Linked DNA regions of Arachis hypogaea: region 2 is linked to region 1. The links are chromatin contacts, called in public Hi-C maps. All regions are on one chromosome and are shown on one strand. The core of a region is the stretch at or near the end of the contact, and the rest is flanking DNA. Distances in the headings are between cores, read along the strand shown. Region 1 has its middle 23 kb from the start of LOC112713842. Region 2 has its middle 7.0 kb from the start of LOC112711308.

What was found. A called contact is a pair of places that touch in the nucleus more often than the background predicts.
Region 2: a Hi-C map of leaf shows a contact between it and region 1, with 4 times the contacts expected there. The contact joins two enhancer-like sites. A contact is called at or near these places in 2 of 8 Hi-C or Micro-C datasets (both in leaf).

The regions. Positions count from the first base shown.
Region 1 is chr9:98,789,126-98,792,124 of arahy.Tifrunner.gnm2.J5K5, reverse strand. No RefSeq gene overlaps it. Among protein-coding and RNA genes, the nearest start is that of LOC112713842, 23 kb to the left of the region's middle. Within about 2 kb of position 1,579, at least 3 of the 3 cell types and tissues checked have open chromatin away from gene starts, as enhancers often do.
Region 2 is chr9:99,181,575-99,184,573 of arahy.Tifrunner.gnm2.J5K5, reverse strand. No RefSeq gene overlaps it. Among protein-coding and RNA genes, the nearest start is that of LOC112711308, 7.0 kb to the left of the region's middle. Within about 2 kb of position 1,458, at least 2 of the 3 cell types and tissues checked have open chromatin away from gene starts, as enhancers often do.

The DNA of each region.
Region 1 (2,999 bases), core at 330-2,829:
ACTAAAAACAATTGCAACTTGTTGAAGATGAAGTGTAGATGATTCACTTCTGTGCATGTCTATGTTTTGAATTTTGATCGATAATCATCACTTGCATTGTCCAACTTTAAAAATAATAATCTTTATTTGATTATTTTATAACAACCTGAAATTGGATAAACGTTCATCACAACAAGCTGATGATAAAAAAATAGGGTTCCCCTCCAGAGCAGAGATAGGATAGGACCCAAAAAGTTTATAATAAAAACTAATTAATACAATGCAAGTTGCCGAAAACTTTGATGTGAAGGGTAAGTATTTTATTTTAATTTCTTAATCTGTCTGCCACAGCGAGTGAAGTTTATGCCAGGGGGTATGTATCTCCACCCCAAAATTCATCCTAGTTGATTTATATATGCATATATACATGTAATGTGACAGAAGTGCAATCATCTCTCTTGAATCTAGCACTCATCAACTTGTTGACCTCATTGTTATTCGAGAAAACAATGAAAGGCCATGACAGAAGCCGGCACAGGCTACAGTAGCAGCCACCAAATAATAATAACAATAATAATAACAATAATAATCCTTTGTTGCAATAATTTATTCACGATGCACATATCTGAATAATAATAATAATAATCCTTTGTTGCAGTAATTTATTCACGAGCACATATCTGAAAATAAATTTATTGATGAAAATAATTTTAAAAAATACAAATAAATTTTTGACAAATTTAAAATCATAATAAAATAACTACACGTTAGATATATATTTTTAAAAAGACTTCATAGATAAGATTTTAATGCATTTTATCTACAAACATAATTAAAACAAAAAAGATATTTTTGTGTTTAAATTTTTTTTTTTGTAAGTAACCGATTTTTTAAAAATAGAAAAGAGGTCTAATGATTTAATTTTCAATTTTTTCATGCATGTTCTAATGATTTAATTTTTTCATGCACGTTCTAATTTTTTTTTTTGGTTATTTTCGTCAAATTATTAAATTTTTTAAGAATTTATTTATCGTTTGTATATTTTGTATTATTTTTATAGGCATCTAAATTTTCAGTTACTATTTTCATAGTTTTTCTATTTATTTGTCCCTCAATAGTCTATTTATTATCTCTTAAAAGAGTGTACCATATATTATATCAAATGATTTTAAGTATAACAATATATATTTATAATTAGTATTGTTCAGACTTCACAACCTCTTAAACTCTAACTTGCAATTTCTTAGATAAATATGGAAGATTATCTCATCGGAGTTATAATTTATTGCAATCACATTAATACTTAAAATTATATTATCCATGAAAAATATCAAGGCTCTTGTCTCCTTTTCTATGTTTTTGTTTTCCTCTCGTTTACTTTATATTTAGGAAAAAAAAAATAATTCAGTAAAAATTTTGAATCTTTTATTGTTTTTGGTCTGAAAAATTCTCTTACTTTGCATAACAAAAGTTTTTGTTTTTGGCGAGATGCATAACAACTTACATATCCGTATCATTTTTGGACAAGGATATTATATATCCCTTGAAAGTTAAAGTTCAGACGTACAAAAGTTTATGACGTCGTTTTCGTATTGGGCTGAGCCCAGACCCATATTTACCGCATATGTATGGTTTGGGCCTAAACTGATAAATAATAATGGACAAGCTCACAAGGAAACCCAAATTCAGACCCAATAATTGGCTGAAACCAAAATCTTCAAAGGAAGGGTCCAGACGTCCAGTGTAACAAAAAATAGAAAAAGAATAAAAATGCAGGAAAGTATGGGTTTATATTAAATTTCTGTCTTGAGTTCAAAAATAAATAAATAAATAAATAAATAAGTTACATGAATTTATACTAAAACTAGTTTTAGTCCGTAGATCTGATTTGCTTCTTTTGAAAAATGGATATTTCCTCCATGTACTCTTTCTCCATATTAGAGAAAAAAAAAAACTACTAAAACAAGTATATGCGAAGATTATCTGCTGTAGGGGCGAAAGTAAAGCCAAAAATATGTGAGAGAGATAAAATTAGAGATTTGTCAAATCTTTATAAGGATTGAGACTCGTTCCCACAAATATATGGAGACGAATAAAAAAAGAGGTTCTTACTTCTTAAATCACTATGATGTAAAATTACAATATAATCATTAAATTTTATACATGTAAAAATTTAAAATTAGAATTCTAATTATTATTATTGTTGTTGTTAAAATGGATCTAAACAATATATATTATTATAGAAATGTGATAGACACTACATGAATAATCTTATATATTTAAAATGGTTTGACTTTGAAATGATGTGAATGACTTTTTATGTTTTGTTTTTTAACAAATAAATTATGAATCTTTATTTTTAAACTAAATTATGTTGAATTATATTTTATTTTCTTGTGTTTTTTACTTTTGTATAAAAAAAATTTAATTTAGTTACGAATATCTATAGGCATCCGTTTCTGCCAAGAAAATTGATAAATGAAAACTTGTGGGGAGAATAGAAGGAGATATGGATATGAGATGCAATAAAGGAGTTCTCGCCATACATAACTCTATTATCATCCTTACTACATAGATCTTACACCTTTGAATTTCCCCTAAAAAAGCTTTAAACTATTGAATGAATTTGGATAATGAAAAAGGTAATAATAATACTACAGTAAACATTGAGTATGGTTCCTCAAATTTTTTTTTGGTCTTACACATTACACAACACATATCCATTCACACACACACTACCACTACTAGTATTGGTTTTATATTCCTTATTGAGAATTCGAACCTGGGTGTAGCTCCAAGTGAGGCATGTGATTTCTCAATTTGGGCCATCTAAAATGAATAAAATTTAAAATAAAATTATCTCCGTCACCTCTCTGAACTCATTGTTGCTACTACTGTGGCCTATCTTCTTGCATTCTCTAATCTATTCACTCTCTGGGTGTTACCTCAAAGATCTATTCACCTCTCTGGGTGTTGTCGCCACTACTGTGCTATCGACACTACTTTTTTTTTTTTTTGCT
Region 2 (2,999 bases), core at 209-2,708, 390 kb before region 1:
GGCAATGTTTAAAACTTTTATACAGATAAAAATCCATAAACGCGTAACTATATATATCACAAATGAAACTAAAATGTAACAAAAATAATAAATAATATTGGAAATAGATAATAAATATGTTGAAATTTGACTGTGTTAAACTAGAAAGAATGATATTTTATAGATGAATAATATGGATAGTACAAGAAATAAAAATAATAACACACGTGCATGATGCATATATATTTTTTATATGCGCATGTATGGTGCATAATTTCATGCATACAATAATGAGAGTACTTTATATATTACAATAATTAACTATTATACTGTGAGTAATTTTTTATATGATCATCAATAGTTTTTTTTTTTGGTATATTGGGTTAAGTGTAATTTTAGTTTTTATGGTTTATGGCTGAAAATTTTTTTTGTCCTCAATTTTTTTCATATAAAATTATCTCTAAAGTTCAACGTAATTTTAAAATTATTCTTTTGGACAGATTAATTTTTTATATAAATGACCAAATTTTTTTTTTCTTATTACCACTACCACCACCACTCTAATCACTATCACTCCATCGCCATTTGCATCATTCTACTCACTACCATCTCATCACCATTTGTTCAGGAATTCAACAAAAAAAATTCAACCTTCATCAATAACCACAAATAAATCAAAACTAAAACAGCAATTCATCACCAATATTAAATCATCATCATTAACAAGAAACAAAAAAAATTAATAATAATTCATATTCAGAAATTAGGGTTTGTGATGAAAGAAAAAGGAGGGGAGGAAGATTTGAACGGCAGAGAGCATAGAGGAAAGGCGAAGGGAGGCACGGTAGTGATGCTGGAAACGCGAGGAACACGACCACCACCACCACCTCATCGATGACGACGAGGAACACGAGGGTGAGGGCCAGGCACATCGCGGCGAGGCTAGGGCGCGAGTCATGGCACTGTGAGGGCGAGGGCCAAGCGACGGCGAGGGTGAGTCGCAACGAGGCCAGGGCGCGAGTCGCGGCACTGCGAAGGGGAGGGCCAAGCGATAGCGAGGGCGACGACGAAACTTTCTACAGAAGATGTGAGGGAGGGAATGACATTGAGGGTATAATTGTTTAAAGAACGATTTTAAAATTACGTTGAATTTTAGAGACAATTTTATACGTAAAGAAAGGTTGAGGATTAAACAAAACTTTTGACTTAAATTATAGAGATCAAAATCGTGTTTAACCCTAAGTATGATGTATTATAATGTTTTAGTTTTACGTCTTTATTTATTAGCGGCGCAAAAATAATTCGTTATAAATAAAAAAAGGCATTGTCGATAAATAATAATGTTGCAATATTTTTATTCTTTGTAGGATATTATTCTCCACCTGTTTGGTTGGTTCTAAAGGTAGAATGACTGACGCAATCTATGCATCTACCAATATATTATTCTTAATTCATAGTTCATGCCTTACCGGTACAGTGAAGTCTTATAGTCTTCATTATTTAATGAGCAGCACAACACTTAGGTCCAACTGGGGAAGCATCGGCCCCTAACTATAATAATGGATTAATCATCAAAATGATTTTTAAAAGATCTTTACAAGACTAGAGATCTAACTCGGCCTTTTGCATTTCAAGAATGATAATAATCGACTCCTTAATAAAAATACTTCTATCTTTAACATTATTATTTTGAGATCGTATAAATTTTTTAATAAATTATATTTATAATCTGTAAGAATTTTAAATTCCCATAAAATTTTTTAAGTTAACTACCACTAGTCTATTATTACTACTATAATCTCCGATCCTTTCTCATTTTTCTCATTATAATTTCTATTTTACTATTTTTCATATAACAATATTTTATTACCACTATTATCTTTACTACCACCATCAATATCAATATCAATACCAACACCAATATAAACATCACTATTTTGTTTTTTCATTTATTGTATGATATTATCTTTTCTTTGTAAAAGATTTTTGTACTGCTGCAATTATTTTTTTCTTACAATATTTAAAAAATGGTCATTCTCCACATGACCACCATTACTAATAAAAAATTTTTTCAAAATAAATTATTAATTATTTATAAGATTTAAAACCTCACATATTATAAATAAAACTCTTCACAAAATTAATTTCTGTTACTATTTGATGAATATTTTAACATAAGATTTAAATTGTCTTAAAATAATAATGGTGTGTGCGAAAAGTGTTCTTCTCTTTTGATAAGGAGTTAGATTGTCATTCTTAAAAATAGACAAAAATCAAATTAAGTCTTTATTTAATTTTTATGTGTATTGATTTGATTTTTAAAGCTTAAAATATTTTAAATTAGTCCATAAAAAATATAATAATAAATTAAATAATTATGTCTTGTGTATACTAAAAATTAATCATTAAATCAATCACTAATAACCATATGAAATATATATTGAAATATAAATATATATTAAAATAATATATATTTATATATAAATAAATAATGACTAATTTAATAACTAATTTTTTGTGTATAAATAATATTTTTATAAATTAAATCAGTTATTTCTTCAGTTCGATGATAATATGTAAAAAATAATTTGTGTCATATATCATCATGTAACTGATAGAATAATGATCAACTTGACTTATAATTATATATTTTGAAAAGTAATTTGAGACATTTAATTTTAAATAATATTAAATTAATGTAAATATAATTTTTTTAAAACTATTTTAACTATCAATAATTCTTATAATAATAGTTTCATCTATTAGCTAGAGTGCTAGACTGAAATTTTATATTTATACAATAACTCTTACAATGATTTTGTTTTAACCCGACATTGCATGCATGATACATTTAAAAAAAAAAAATATACATCTACTGTAATGCGATAAAACAATAGTTATTATTTAATCACATCATATTCTTATTGATGTATGGTACGTTTTAAATTTTGGTAAAAATCATCCACGTATTATCTATTATACTTGTATCTAGACCTGTGTACTAGAACTAAGACAGTGTT